Regions from separate parts of the Mus musculus genome. Here region 1 is linked to region 2. A link is a contact called in public Hi-C data. All regions are on one chromosome and are shown on one strand. Each heading gives the region's core, a stretch centred on a gene start, on an enhancer-like site or on the middle of the called end of the contact. The rest is flanking DNA. Distances are from core to core; before and after follow the strand shown. Region 1 holds the start of Fezf2 (Fez family zinc finger 2). Region 2 holds the start of Abhd6 (abhydrolase domain containing 6).

Region 1 (7,758 bases), core at 2,699-5,198, 4.3 Mb before region 2:
TGATTTTTTTTTCTTACACAGAAGTCATTATTACAGTGGTTCAAGTTAGTGACCATATAATGGCCAGAGGGAAGGGGCAGAGAGACAAGCAAAACCCCGATGTGGCCACTCATATTTAATATGCTTCCTACAAAAGAAGCTCCTGTAAAATCAATAGGCAGCCGCCAGCTGTGCTTAAGCCTGCGATTTCAATTAGAGCACTGTGTTCGGTCTTTGGAGTTGGGCACACATCTCCACTCAGTGGTGTGCGCATTGCATAGTTCGGCCCTGGTGTGGTATCACATGGCCTGAGATTACACAGGTCCAGGCTAGGACAGGGCCCACAGAGCAAGAGAGATGCTGGGCTACGGGACTGGGTTGTGAAAAACAGGAAGTGTTGGGATCCAGAGGCACTTCAGGCTTCACTTGGTTTGCTTAGTAGTCCGAAGCCAAGACCAGATGGCAAAGAAGCAAGAGTCTTGTTTTTGCACCAACCTGGAGCTGAGGCCTACCACTGGGCAAGACCCTGTTGATCAAAAGGCTGTGCTTGATAGACAGTGGGTCTCTTGATTGCCCCACACACACCACCACCACCACCGTGAATTCTGTCCCTGGGACTATGAGAGTGATGTCTCCTTGTAGGCTTCTCTTGGGCAGGTGTCTGCTGCCCATCTCTCAGTCTCTTGCTCTCTTAGCACCAGTCCATCCTGGATTGGCAGTGCAGCCTGTGGCCTGTTGGGATTTGAAAACCCAGAAAGTCACCCCTTCCTGAGAAACTGTTTTAGAGGAAAGGTTTTTAAAGTAAGAAGTTTCCCAAAACTGTTTTTTTTTTTTCTGGCACACAACAACATGCTTTGAGAGATCAGCTTATATCTCCAGTAGACCACTTGTGGAGTTATTTGGGAACCCTCCCTACACTGAAAACCTGTAGGTTAAAAAGGTCACCCCTAATCTCACAGACCTCTCTCCACCAAATCTCTAAAATTCTGAAAGTTGAATTTCTATAGTTGTCTCAGCCTTCCTAAAAGGAAATTGGCCTTTTAAAAATCGGTGTGTCCTGGGAAAATAAATTTGGAGGAGGGGGCAAGGAATGGGGACCTCAGCACACCTTCCAGCACGCATGACTTTCCCCAGCCTTCTATTATCCTGCCTGAAATCATCTCGTTTACAGAAAATATTTGTTTGCACTATTAGTTGGTACTGGAGCTAATTACTCAATGTGTTAACGTGAAGTAATATGTATAAAAGTAGGATCAGTGTTTATTGTGTGGGTGAGCTGTTGAGCGGCGCTTGAATAAACTGCAATTAGGGTTAGATAGAGATTAATTAACATGTGAGTGGCAAGGTGTAAAATAGTTTCCAACCCTCCACTTCAATATAATCTGCAGGCAAGGGAAGAAGTTTGTGGAAGCTAATTAAATACTTTCATGAAAGCCAGTGTATTCACCCAACATTTGGAAAGAAAGGCACATTAGGGGCAACTTGTTTTTACCCAAATGTTTTCTTTCTGTGGAGGTAGTTCTGCTTTGTGATGGGAGAGAGAGAGAGAGAGAGAGAGAGAGAGAGAGAGAGAGAGAGAGAGAGAGAGATTAACAGAAAGCAGAAGGGATGGTAAAGCAGGCTCTTAGAAAGTCCTTGGAAGCCTATCAGCCTGATGGAGTGTTCAAACCAGCATGTCTTTCAGGTGCCGCGGAGATCCATAATTGCCCAATGTGGGGAAAGGGCTGGGGTGCAAGGCTGGTGGCAAGCAGGATTCCACAGGAAAGTCGGGATAGAAATTCAGGTTTTGAGGATGCAGGTGAACTGATATTATCTCAGTCAGTGCTGGGTGAGTGGTTTGCTTCAGATTTGGTGGGAGAGAAGGGTCATCTATAAGTTTGTCATTTACATAGAGATGGGGGACATTGGGTGTGGACTTACATCCCCCGTGGGAATGTCTTAAATTGAATGGGCGGTGTGAAAATATTCTTCTCCAGTTGGGCAGGACTCTAGCTTTGATACCTGGAAGTTTCAGCTTTGTGTGTGTGGTGGTGGATATTAAGGAGACAGACTCATAATTGCTGAATTTGAGGACAGTTTCAGAGTTTGGCAGGATGAGATTATTAGTCTATCATAGACCATTTCCACTGTCACTTCTCCTTGGAGATCTCTGTCTGTTGGCCCCCACCCCCACCCGTTCCCCAGCTATACTTTTCTTTTCTCTACCTGCTCCATCCACACCTGATCTGAAATGGCCATCGGAGGAGACACAGCTAGATAGGTGGATGGAAGGAAAGAGTTTTGCCGAGGATAGGATGTTGTTCGGCTGCAGTCCAAACTAGAGCTTTGCTCGTCCGTCTGGCGTTGGATGGACAGTTTTCCCTGGGATGGGTAGTAGTGGGCCGGGGATCAGATGGACACTCAGCTGCAAACGGAGAAGAGGGTTTGCCTTCACCGGCACTTTCCCCGGCTCCGCTGATGCTATATCTCTGGAGAAGGAATTGACTATCAAACCCTCAACCCTGTTTGCTCATATTATACCCACCGTAATCCTCTTAAACTGCCTTTGCGGCTACAAAGCTCTTGGTCTTGCAAAAGCCGGCTGGCAAGATATAATTGTCCGACGAACAAAAACAGCCAAAAGTTTTCAAAAACCCCATGCACAGCCCCTCTTTTCCCTAAACCTAATTCTCTCCTTCTCTAGCTAGCCCCCCCCCCCCCATAAGAACCCTCAGCCTCGACCACTTTTGTTGTCACCAAGAGCACCCGGCCTGTTGAAAGTGCTGGAGCTTCTTTGAGCAGTTTGTTGTGATACGCAGGTGGAATGGTCTGCAAACATGAATTCAGCCCCTCCAAACCCAGCGCCGAGCGCTCTGCTTTTGTGCGCCCGGCACAAAAACGCTGAATTCCTCCGAACTTACTTGGGGCCTGTCTAGAAAAGAGCCTTTTCTTCCCTCTGCTTGTACCTCTGGCCACACTAAGTCTTTGCCCGCCCCCCTTCAGACCCCCTCCTTCTCCCCTCTGATAATCCTTCTTTTTATTTTAGAAAAACACAAAACCCGGTTCCACGCGGTGCTTTAGTGGCTAAAAGTGAAAGAGCTGCCTTGGCAGAATTCAGCTCTATGAATCACTTCGGAAAATTGGTTCGACTGAATGGCCTTAGGAGGAAAAACGTTTTAATAGGATCCAGGGGAGGTTCTGCTGTTTCAATCTGCTCCTTAAACAGGTGGAGATTGGACCTTCTCAATTATACAAACAGTAAGTACCCAACAGCGGGAGAGCTGCCCTCCGAATCCTCCCCGCACGCAGCCCTAAACCAGGCGCAGAGCCTGCCTTTGCCTCTCAAACCCGATCACAAATCAGCAATTCGGATCGATTAGCTTCTCAAAGAGCCCTAGGCCTCTCAGGGCAAGAATCCCCCAGCCCTACTGAAAAAGTGGGCCAGAGAGCTGCAGGCGCACCCACCCTTCCCCAGGTCCCCAGGACCCCGGCACGCCGCCTGCCCTCCCGGACTCTTCGAGGTCGTCCTTAGGCGGCGGGGAGCTCTCTCTCGACCTCCGACGCCAGCCAAGGCGAGCTCGTTGCTTTTGCATAAATTAATATTTCCCCATTAACAAGTTCCCCCCTCCAAACGCGACGCCCGCGTCCATGCGCCACATCCTAATGAGGTAATTATCATTTGCGCGTGTTCGGGGCTGGCGCTGGCTCCGTAGGTAAATGGCAGTTTATTAGCACGGTGCCCAGTTCGGCTGCGCAGGGCTAAGGGATACTTTGGTGATTAGACGGACACCAGGGGCCCTTTGAGGTAGCGCGTCGGGGACACCCCGCCTTCCCCGCGTACCCTAAAACTGTAGGCCCCCCAAAGTTGTGAATCACCCAAGGAACTCTGCCTAGGTTTGGGTTTGGGCGGCCCCCACCTCCTTCCACCGGCAAAACCATCACGATTCTTCCCCCTCCCCCCTCCCTCTCTTCCCTCCTTCCCGATTCGCAAACCGCTCGCACTTTCCCGAAGGGAGCGCGGGCGCTAGTTGCCTCCTTTAAAGTTTGAGGGGCGGTGGCGGCGGCCGGCAGGCGCGGGGGAACGCAGGGTCCTCAACGGGAGTCGCGCCGCCGCCCATGTCATTCCACTTCAAGTGACTTCATGTGATGTCAGCTGAATGTAAAAGACAGTGATCTCACGCGGAGGGGAAGATGTTTGCCATCAAAATGTGACAGAAGAGACACGCTGCATGGCTCGGAACGCATCTCCTTGGCGGTGGGGGAAAGAGGTAAAAGCGAGGTGGTTCTTCCGGCCCTCTTTAACTTTGCTCTTTCAGTGCCCAGTTCCCAGCACGCGTGGCGAAGGCCTGGGTCCAGGGAAGGGCTGGGAGTGTTAATTTGAGACTCCTTTCTTCTACCCCTTCTCCTTTCCTTTGTACAGCCTCCCCCTTCTTCCCCCTTTCATAGTCCCAGGGCAATAGCTGGTGGGTTCCTTTGCGCGCCGGGTTAATGGGCGGTAATTTGGTACCCTTGGGTGCACTTTGTTCTGCTTCTGTTCATTTGAATGCAAATGGGTGACCGGGCCGACTAGGTGCTTATTAAATTGCGGTTTCCCCCCTGCCTTTTCCGGAATGCAGACTTAGAGGAGAGAGGCTGTGCCCTGGCCCAGCCTGGCCCAGCTTGGCGCGCCATGGCCAGCTCAGCTTCCCTGGAGACCATGGTGCCCCCGGCCTGCCCGCGCGCTGGAGCGTCACCGGCCACTTCTAAAACACTAGCTTTCTCTATCGAGCGCATCATGGCCAAGACGTCCGAGCCCCGAGCGCCTTTCGAGCCCCGGCCTGCTGCGTTAGAGGCAGACAGCAGCCAGAGCAAGAAACTGCTCAACCTCTGCTCGCCGCTGCCCTGTATGATCCCTCTCCAGCCTCTAGGCTACGAGGTGCCGTCCAAGACGCTGCTCAGTTACTCGGAGTTCTGGAAGAGCAGCCTCCGGGCGGGCGGCGGTGGAGGAGGAGGCAGCGGCGGGGGGGCCCCAGTGTGCGGCGCCAGCGGCTTGTGCAAAACCAACTGTGGCGTGTGCTGCAAGGCCGAACTGGGCCTCGCGCCTTCTGCGCTGCCCGCCGGCAGGGTCATCAAACCGCAGGTCATCAACCAGGCTGTGGGGCTGCCTGCCAGCGGCTCTCTCTACTACTTCAACTACCTGGACTCCACCGCTTACCCACCTTCGGAGCTCCTCGGAGGCCACCTTTTCCCATCCGGCCTCCTCAACGCACAGGCCCCCACTTCCCTGGCTGCTCACCCCAAGCTTTTTCTGCTGGAGAACGCCAAACTGGCCAGCCTGGCTGCGGACAAGTTCCCCCACCCAGCTTCCTATCCCCATAAGGAGCGCTTGCATGCGCCACTGGAGCAGGTGCTGAAGGAGAACTCGGCCTTGACAGCTGAACGAGGGGGAGTCAAGAGCCACAGCAAACTACCGGGGGGCTCTACTGACAGCAAACCCAAAAACTTCACCTGCGAAGTGTGCGGCAAGGTGAGGCCTACGGTTCTGGGGGGAGGGAGCTAGTAGCCCCTGACTTTCTTGGGCTGCCTTGTACACCTTTCTCTCAAGCAGAGGAGCTTCCCAATAGCTGCGCGCTCCGTTCGATGCTCAGTTGAGCCTCAGTTTCCTATTCTGTAAAATGGGGCTGTAAAATCGCCACACAGTTGACAAAAGGACTTGCTGGCTTCAGATGGGATGGTTGGTTAAGGGAGGTAAATTGTAGCCTCCGGGCCTGATTCTAGGCCCTTGGCAGACTCAGCCTAAGTTCCGCTCTCATCCTTCCATAGGTGTTCAATGCTCACTATAACCTCACCCGCCACATGCCTGTCCACACCGGAGCTAGACCGTTTGTGTGCAAAGTCTGTGGCAAAGGCTTCCGCCAGGCCAGCACTCTCTGCAGACACAAAATTATCCATACCCAGGTACGTGGCCCCTAGATCAGGCCCAGTCGGCGAACATCACTGCCCTAGTCTGAGCGGTAGTATTGGATTCTCCTTAACCTTGGTGGGGGGCTCTACTGTCCCTTGCCTAGGTCTCAGCCTTACTGTACGCACGCCCCTCTTCGCAGGAAAAACCACATAAGTGTAACCAGTGCGGCAAAGCCTTCAATCGCAGCTCCACGCTCAACACGCACATCCGCATCCACGCGGGCTACAAGCCCTTCGTCTGCGAGTTTTGTGGCAAAGGCTTTCACCAAAAAGGTAAGGTACTAAGCTAGGCACTCCCTCATCTCATCTTTAGGGTTCAGAGGGTCGCAGGGGAGGGGGAGTGTGCTGAGAATGAGGTGAGTGTGGTAGAGGCAGCACAAAAGCCGCAGGCTAGGGCGCAGCAATTCTTTGGAATAGGGTTGTGCAGACAGAGGTAGACGCTTTCCTGGCTGGGTTGGTAGACCTCGCTGGATTCAGGCTTGACTCTCGGGAGCACTGAATTTTGGAGCTGAGAATTAAGGAAAGGGGCAAAAAGGAAACATAGAGAGTATGGCTTCCCTTTGTAAGCACTACTTCCTTTTTTTTTTTTTTTTTAATCTAAGCAGTATCTTCCTATAGGAAGAATTTAAGATTGAGAGGTTTGGGGGTTGGGGGCAGGTCACCAGTGCTCCCAGACCCTGGGACTCTACTCAATTTCAAATGTAATTTTGTATCTTGAGATAGCAATGGGGATGTGGGGGGGGGGCGGGGAGGGTCGGTTCTAAGAACAGAGCTACCGAGCCTAGATTTTTGCGGATTTCTTGGAGCGAGGCATCAGCTCTAAGAACCCACTGCCTTCTTAGGCTGCACAAAAGTTTCCCAGCCCGCAGAGCTCGGCAGGAGGAACGCTTTGTGGGCCTCTGCACCGGCAGAGCAGGGCCTGTGTCGGCTGGGTAAGACCTGGTCCACCGTCCTTTCAGGAGCGCTCCGGCCTTGATGCAGACGAAGTTTGACAACTTCTTAGTTTGGAGAGGTCAAGCCTGCCTAGTCAAGCATCGCCTTCTGAGCTACTGCAGGGACTGAGGGCTGGTGGTGCAGGGTTTGGGGGAGGTCTTATTCCACTACAAACCCCTACGTTTTTGTTTTTGTTGTTGTTGTTTTTGCTCTTCCGTAGGGAACTACAAGAATCACAAGCTCACCCACAGCGGCGAGAAGCAGTACAAATGCACTATCTGTAACAAGGCCTTCCATCAGGTCTACAATCTGACCTTCCACATGCACACCCACAACGACAAGAAGCCTTTCACGTGTGCCACTTGCGGCAAAGGTTTTTGCAGAAACTTTGACTTAAAGAAACATGTGCGCAAACTTCATGACAGCGTGGGTCCCACCGCCACCCCCTCAGCAAAGGACCTAGCCAGGACAGTTCAGAGCTGAGAGCTACTGCCTTGTCCGTTCTTCCTGCCCTGTACCAACCCAAGCAGATCTCACGTATAAACTTATTTCTAAAATTAAAAGAAAAAAAAACTATAGCAGAGAGGCTAAAATCTATTTATCGAAACCAGCATATTTTTGGGGAAATGTAAACGTGTCCTCGATGACCGGCACAAACGCGTGGCTCCCACCTTTGTACATTCAGGAAACGTATTTAAATCCAGTGCGCTGAAACATATTTAATTCCAGGCCTCCGCTTCTCCTCAGGCAGCCGGCTTTTAATCCCAGCCTGTCACCGTGAGCGCCCAGAAGAGCGTGATGCCCCTGCCATCTTCACTCAACCTTGTAATCTCTCCTGTACAAGCGAACACGGAATATTACATATATATGACTCAATAAATAGAACCATTAGTGCGCGTCTTCTTTTCCCCATCCCCTCGCCAC
Region 2 (7,585 bases), core at 721-3,220:
TTGGGAAGGGACATTTTTGAAAGTCTCAGAGAACTGTCCCTTAAGAATTGTATCAACCAGACACACACCTTGTGGTACTATCAGGGCAGTAACTCCAGTGACATTCTTTAAGTGGCTTAGGACAGAGCCAGGAAGTCAGTACTTAACTTTATGTTAGCCATTATAATTACATTCAATTTTTCAATACCAGCTAGGAGCAGCCGGGCAGTCACAAGGGATTTTTGAGCAGGGAGTGAAGCAATGGTTGTTTTCAAGGTCCCAGCTAGAGCAGGACTTCCTTTTGTTAACCACCTAGCACCTAACTCAAAATACTTATCCCCTGCACACACAGCTGACTGATTGTGCCCCACTACGTGGATGTGGTCTCTCCCTAGATCTGTGGACCCGGGAATGAATCATGTGCTCTGTCCTGCAGCTAGCATTTCACAATCTGCATCTCTAGGATGACCAGAAAGCCTCGGGGATGATAAAACGAGTTCTGGCTGTCAAAGTAGTTAGACCAGCATCCTGACTCCGCCAAAAGCTGGGAAGCACAACTTGAAAGGAGGCACATTTGATATTAGTGGAAGAAGAGAGATGTTAGGGGAAGTACAGAAGTCTGGTCATGGTAGGGGAGGTGACATGAGACTAGGTCATTTGGGACTAGGTCATTTGGGACTAGGTCATTTGGGAGTGTTAGACAGCCAGACAGGACTTGGAGAATGGACTGGCCCCTCCCATCATGAGTTTTGGGTTCCACCTCTGGTATCCCTGGCAACGCATTCTTTTTTTAAGAAAAGGAAGCGTCATAATTGCCTTTCTTTAATATTTCAAGTGCCATATGCAGGGGAGGAAGCTAGAGGCAGGTGGTCTTTGTTGATTCCCAGAAAAAGACCGCGTTTCCTCCCGGTAAAGCACGGTCTTTAAGAATTGATCCAACTGGACTTGTCAGTCACCTAGCCAGGAGACCGCCTCTTAGCAAAGCTGATATGCCTGAAGACTGCTAAGGTAATGGTACGTACAATAATCACCTTCATGAGATAAGTACATACAGACCCCACAAAGCGGCTGCTTACACGTCTTCACTGCTCAGTTTACCCGCTTTTCTGAGCTCTCTTTCAAAAATCCAATTTTCCCCTTCCCCCCTTTCCGCCTCTTCTTCAGATCCTAAGCACGCTTGCCCTGACATTCTGAACACTCACTCCCAGACATTCGGAACTCCTTCCATACAGCTGCTTGCAGACTTCCCATTGCTGCGCCTGTTTTGACCCTACTTCAAAGGACACGAGGTAGGGTCTTCCTCTTCCTCTACCATCAGCCACAGAGATTTACATCTTGCCTGCCCAGTTTTCTCTCAAACTCCAAAAACAAGGTCTTTAAGCTTTGACATTTTTTTTTTAAATCAACGAGACTACGAATCCTCAAAAGGGTGCCGAGATTCCCTGGTACCAGGAGAGCGAGTTGTAGCCCTGCTCCAGGGTGGTGTAGGAAGCAAGGAGTTGGGGGGAGCGCGGGACTAAATCCATCCTGGCACTAGGAGAAAGGCACCGCGGCTGCTACAAGCGCGGAGCATCCGGAGGAGGAAGAGAAATAGGATGCAGATTCCACTTCTCACTCTATCCCTGGGTTTAAGGAGGCTGGCAGGCGGCCAACCAGTGGCGACGAGACCCGGCTTGGGGACGTCTCAGGCCTTTACCCGGGATTTGCACCTTAAGAGAGAGCGGGAAAATGGAATACGAAGGGAGGTTTGTATCTGGGACTTATCTGCATTCACCCTTGCGATGCTGGGGTGAAGAAGGGACTGGTCTCGGAAAGTGGGAGCAGGTGGTCAGGTCGTAGGAATGGGAGGCTGCCATCCCTCTCCTAAGAGCGTAGCCACCGTCGCCTTTCCTTCTGCCTCGCTCACCAGACCTACCTCAGTGACCGCGGTCCTGCTGCCCGTTCGCCGCCCTCCAGTCCCAGGTCCCCGCACCTGCGCACTCTCGCTCTCGGCAGTGGGCTTGGCTTGACTCCTTAAAGGCGCAACGCACTCGCTCGCGCCCTCCGACAGAAAAACCCTCCCAGCCCGCATCAGGCGTCGTCTCAGCAGCTGGAATTTGTTTGGAGGACGCTCTCCAGGGGACGCTCCCCATCCCCGGTTCAAAAAATATCAAACCCGGAGATACAGTCAGTATCCCTCCCCGGAGCGCCTCTCCGCACGAGCACCCATTGGCCAAGCCGAATCATCCCTTTCACAAAAAGTGCTGGGGGGGGGGGGTCATTAGGGCGCAGGCATAGCCACTCTGCCCTGCGAAGCCACGAAGCACGTGGGGTACTGTTTCGTTTATTGAGCATCTACTGTTTGCCTGGCACTACTGAGTATCACACCAAAAAGATTTATGCAGGGTCTTGGCCCTGAGAGCTTAGGAAATCCAAAGCAAATCCAAAACTCAATCCTGACTTACTTCTCAGCACCATATAAAAAAGCTCCTGGTTGAAAAAGTCCTCCAAGGGGAACGCGGTTCAGAATAGAATGAAATGTACCCAATAACGCAATTTAGTTCAAGTGACCAGATCAAGAGAAAAGGCCACTCATCGTGCCAAATAGAAACATCCCTGTGGTCTTCAATAGCCTATGCTTTTGAAGGTCCCACTTCAGGTAGGGCAGAGAGGCAAGCAGATCTAGAACCCCTGAGGTGTGACTCTGATTTCTAACAAAGGGCTCCCCCTGGTTACTAGATGCAGCCAGAATCCAGGGCTCAGGAAAGCATTGAAGTTAGACTGGGGGTAACTGCAGCACTAGTTTCAACAGCACTTTTCAAGGGACATAAGATTGTTCTAAAATCCGTAGGAATGAGCAGAGTCAAGAAAAGCAAAAACATCCCTAATTTTAAAAAGGGGGGGGGGAGCCCTCAGGACTTAGAACAGGAGCACAGTAGTTCACACATGAGGCACAGCACAGAGATGGATTTTTAAGAAGCCGATGAGGGCAGTGGTGGGGCACACCTTTAATCCTAGCACTCCAATGGCAGAGCCAGGTGGATCTCTGAGTTTGAGGCCAGCCTGGTCTACAGAGCAAGCTGGATCTCTTGAGTCTATAGAGTGAGTTGCAGGACAACGAAACTGTTGAGAAAGAAAGAGAAAGGAAGGAAGAAAAAGGAAGGAAGAAAGGAAGGAAGGGAGAGAGAGAGGGAGGGAGGGAGGGAGGGAGGGAGGGAGGGAGGGAGGGAGGGAGGGAGGCAGGCAGGCAGGCAGGCAGGCAGGCAGGCAGGCAAGCAGCACACCTACTTCCCTCTCCTGTGAACTGAGGTTAGAGGGGACAGTGAATCACAAAGCAGCATAGGACAATCTGTGTGGGCGGCCAAACAAACAAGTAACCCTATCACTGCAGCTGGCGGCACAGTGGGCTGCACGGGGAGTGGAAACAGCTCCAGTGTGTGAGCCACTTGATCCCGAAGTGGCAGGGAACAGGCTGAGCTCAGAGTGAGAATGGTGACAGATGCTGAAACACAGCCAGTGAGGTGCTGTGGAAGAGAGCTAGAAGAAAGCAGCTGGTAGAGAGCAGAGTGATCGGCTTTCCGCCCTTTTCAGGCCAGGTCCCAAGCAGATTGGTCTGGTTAAGGGCAGGTGAGCAGTTAGCCTTTGGCGGAACTTCTCCTCCTTCCCTAGTTTGGGCGTAACGTTTCGGTTTGTGTGCATTAACCCCCTTGCTTTCAGCGGCAGCCTGTGAGTCTGCTGTTTAACCATAGGGAAACCGAACCTCAGTTTTGGGTAACTTGTCCAAAGTCACTGCAGGGGTGATAAGGGCCTGTCAACCAACCTGGCGCTCTGGAGGACCTCCGAGGCTTTGTGAGACACATGCTGCAGGCTGAGGTAAAGACTCCACTGAATTCACAACCTGTGGGAGACATTGGAGAAACTGGGGGGACTGTTGGAAATGCACCTCATTTTAGTGACGACGCCTCCTCACCATTGCGGCTACATTTGAACACAGCTAGGTTGGATGTGAGTGGGTCTCCATGGAAACAGCTTCCACTGACTTTCTGTAGAGAATTGGCTTTTAGTCCCAGAATTAATTCTAAATACAGTTTCTGGACTTTCTCTGTACCACCTTTACACAGGAGCTCCTTAGGGCAATGCAAAGCAAAGGATGAGGGCACTGGTTGGTCTCTGGCATGTCAATTCTGCCGATCACTCAATGGACACTCTGAGAATTTGTCTACTCTCTCTCAGCTCCAGCTTATACCCTACTATACAATAGGGACAGTATAGCATTTACCTCTTACATTTATCCATGTTAAGAAATTCTTAGGTAAAATAAATATTATGTCTACTACTTCTTGCTTGCCCATCCTCTGCGTCCTAACCTAACCCTAATGCCAGAATGATCAATTAATTCCGATTTGCCTGTGACTTGTTTATTTAGTGTTGCAAAACTAGTACCCTAGGGACTGAGTTGATATCACGCTTGGGCAAACTGGAAAGTCTAAAGTAGCCAATGGGACGCAAGGCGATTTGAGCTAGAGATTTAGTGTGGCAATTCAAATTTGTGACTGACTTTTGGCCATTGGATACAGATATTTCAGAGACCCAGAAAACTCAGTGAAACTGAAGACAAGCCCATTAATTCCTTAACTCTGAGTTAAGGCAGAAGGCATTTTGGTCATCCTTTCATGCTTTTCTTAGTCTGAGTTCTGTTGGTATAACAGAATACTGGGCTGATTTATAAAGAAACAAGAGCCAGGTGTGGTGGCTGCTTGACTTTAATCCCAGCATTCAGGAGACAGAGGCAGGTGGATCTCTGTGCGTTCCAGGCCAGTTCTGGTCTACAGAGCTAGTTATATACATATAGCTAGGAAATGTAGGGCTGTTATACAGAGAAAAGCCTGTCTTGAAAATGAAACAAATACAAGACAAAACAAAACAAATAAACAATTCCACCATCACCACCACCACCACCAACAACAAAACTAGGTTCATCTTGTCTCTCGGCTCAGAAGGCTGGAAGGTCCGGTCAGGGAGGTGCTGTGTGCTACTGACTGCTTCAACACATTGCAGAAAACATGGGGAGGAAGAAGCAGAGTGAGAAGAAAGCAGAACCCAGTGGGAGGATTGGTTTGTAACAACCTGGAGGTGAGATAGTCTTCCATGTAGCTTAGACTGTCTCACTCAACCTGCGTACACCTGTGGAGTCCTGGGATGACAGGCATGTGACATCACACCTGGCTTAATGTGTCGTTCTTGCTAGAACAAGCCCAGTCCTGTAGAAGAGGACTGCTCCCTCTTAGTCATTAATCTTGTTTTAATGGTTCCACCACCTCTTAACACAGTTCTATCAATCATATTCCGTAACGCAACCTCCACCCTTGTGAGGGCAAACTGTTGAGAAAGTGTCTGGAAAGCCCCACTGTGTACAATGATTCCACATACCACATCAAGAACTACTCGTGTCAAAGTGTCCAGAGCTGATGTCTTAAATCAGAACACTATGGACTGGAATGGCACTGACCTGCATCTAAGTTTGGTCTGGGGGCCTCTTCGGAGGCTCTCCTCTACAGAGGAATTCCCTGTCTTAGAGTGTCATTCCCACCTGGAGAGTCACTTGTGAGTCACCATTTAGTTGAGGTTTGACAGCTGCTCCAACCTGCTTTCCTACTCTGCCTTTTCAGCTGGTGTGGCTTCTGATGGATTAACCTATGGAAGCCTAATGTAGGATGACTCAGAAGAAGATATGATGCTCCGAGAACATGACTCATAATCCACTGGGGACCCCTATGCCACAGTCTGGGTGTCCAGAGAGCTTGGTGTTTCTGTGTATTTGAAACTCGTCAGAATCAAAATGGAGCTTCTTACCCTAACACAAACCAGGAGCTTCTGAGGGAAACGCTCCTGGCTCTGTCATTTGGCAGTGATTACCACCAAAAACACTCTTCTAGAACCGCTACCATACACAAAGGCCATCACAGTGACTCACAGAATTATTTCTAGACAAGCACGGTGGCACATACCTGTAATTCCAGTACAGGAAACATTGAGACAGGAGAATGGCAAGTTTAAAGTCAGCCTAGGCTACCTGAGACCAGAAAAAAAGTGGGGGAGGGGGAGGAAGGGAGAAGGGGGGGGAGAGAGAGAGAGAGAGAGAGAGCTAGACACATTCAGAGAGCTTTTACTATATAATTGGACTGTGTGCTTTCAGATAGTCAAAGTTATGATGGAGGGAGGGGTCATATAATGTTCGAGTGAGAATAAAGATGTTCTAAGGGAAATACTGTCAGACCAGTCTCCTGTCAGGCAGAGGGGGGCGACTTGCCTCCCAGGAAGTGATTTCATGGAGTTCTGACAAAATGTGGGACCACTTTTCAGATCAGACTAGACAGTGATGCATCTGTGACAGGCAGGGTCAGACCTTAGCCTGCACTGGTTTTTTTTTTGTTTGTTTGTTTGTTTGTTTGTTTGGTTGGTTGGTTGGTTTTTTTTGGTTTGGCTTTTTTGAGACAGGGTTTCTCTGTATAGCCCTGGCTGTCCTGGAATTCACTTTGTAGACCAGGTTGGCCTCGAACTCAGAAATCCGCCTGCCTCTGCCTCCCGAGTGCTGGAATTAAAGGCGTGCACCACCACCACCTGGCTAGCCTGCACTGTTAATGATGCATATCTTTTGCCTTCCAGGTAGTCACTGTCCTAGTTGTCCCTCTTCCCAGTGTGACCAACTGAAGGGATCTCCTTTCTCTGCTTTTCACTTTCACTTCTCTTTAAGGCCCATTGAGGACAGGTGGCGAGCCTGGCTTGTCAGGAATGCCAGTGCGCAGTTGTGACATTAGAGGGGACCCAAGGCAAGACTGCTACACAGATGCGTAATTTAGATGGGATCCCGGGGGACGGGGGGTACTATGAAGGACATTACTAAACTGGCTGGCAAAACCGGAGTAATATTATAGATTAGGTAACAATACTGTATCATTGTTAAACCTGGTTTTGGTAATACTCATCTGGATATAAAGAAAACATACTTGTTCCTGGGTCATGCACCCTGATGTTTAAGGGTAAAAAGTCACACTGTCTGAATCCTGCACCTGAATTGAAAAACTTGTACACAGAGCAGCTAGCAAAAAGGAAAGGTTAGGTAGAGTATATGATTTCTTCTCACCGTTTTTGAGATTTGTATGTACATTTGGGATTATTTCAAGGTAAGAAGATAATTGTAGGTAGGTGAAAGAACTTCATAATTTTTAGCGTACCTCTGCTTCCAGGCCCTCACAGCGCCCTCTTGTGGTCAGGCTGGGAAGGTCAGCTTGATGCCAACAAGCTGCTTTAGTATCTCCAGAGGCCTTGCCCTGTTTGTTTGCAAGAAAGCTGTGAGAGAAGAGCAATGGAGGGAGGAAAGTGAGAGAGAAGAGCTGCCAGAGGGAGGAACTGGAGAAAGAGCTGCAATGGTATCGTTTGACCGACTGCGCTCTTTTGATTAAAATCTGAGGGACAGTGTTTAGCACTGAGGGGGGAGACGCGAAGGCACAGCCAGCTCATCAGCCAAGAAACCGTGCTCCCACCTGCCAGACGAGGGCGCTGCTTCCTCTAGTTTCTACCCTGAAGGGCCAACGCGGAACTCCGGAATGAGATGCCAGCTGCGGAA

The links. Hi-C and Micro-C count contacts between places; a contact is called where the count stands out from the background.
Region 1: a Hi-C map of embryonic stem cells shows a contact between it and region 2, with 12 times the contacts expected there. The contact joins the promoter of Fezf2 here to the promoter of Abhd6 in region 2. A contact is called at or near these places in 1 of 39 promoter capture datasets (cranial neural crest) and 3 of 484 Hi-C or Micro-C datasets (all in embryonic stem cells).

Annotation. Positions count from the first base shown.
Region 1 is chr14:12,342,055-12,349,812 of GRCm38.p6, reverse strand. Fezf2 (Fez family zinc finger 2) reads left to right here and starts at 3,948. Exons shown (of 5, transcript NM_080433.3): 1 at 3,948-4,226; 2 at 4,575-5,464; 3 at 5,761-5,895; 4 at 6,042-6,174; 5 at 7,055-7,758. The coding sequence starts at 4,628. The coding sequence ends at 7,317.
Region 2 is chr14:7,997,273-8,004,857 of GRCm38.p6, reverse strand. It overlaps Abhd6 (abhydrolase domain containing 6), which reads right to left and starts at 1,970. Exons shown (of 9, transcript NM_025341.4): 1 at 1,895-1,970. Gm30244 (predicted gene, 30244) reads left to right here and starts at 804. Exons shown (of 2, transcript NR_168596.1): 1 at 804-993; 2 at 1,144-1,366.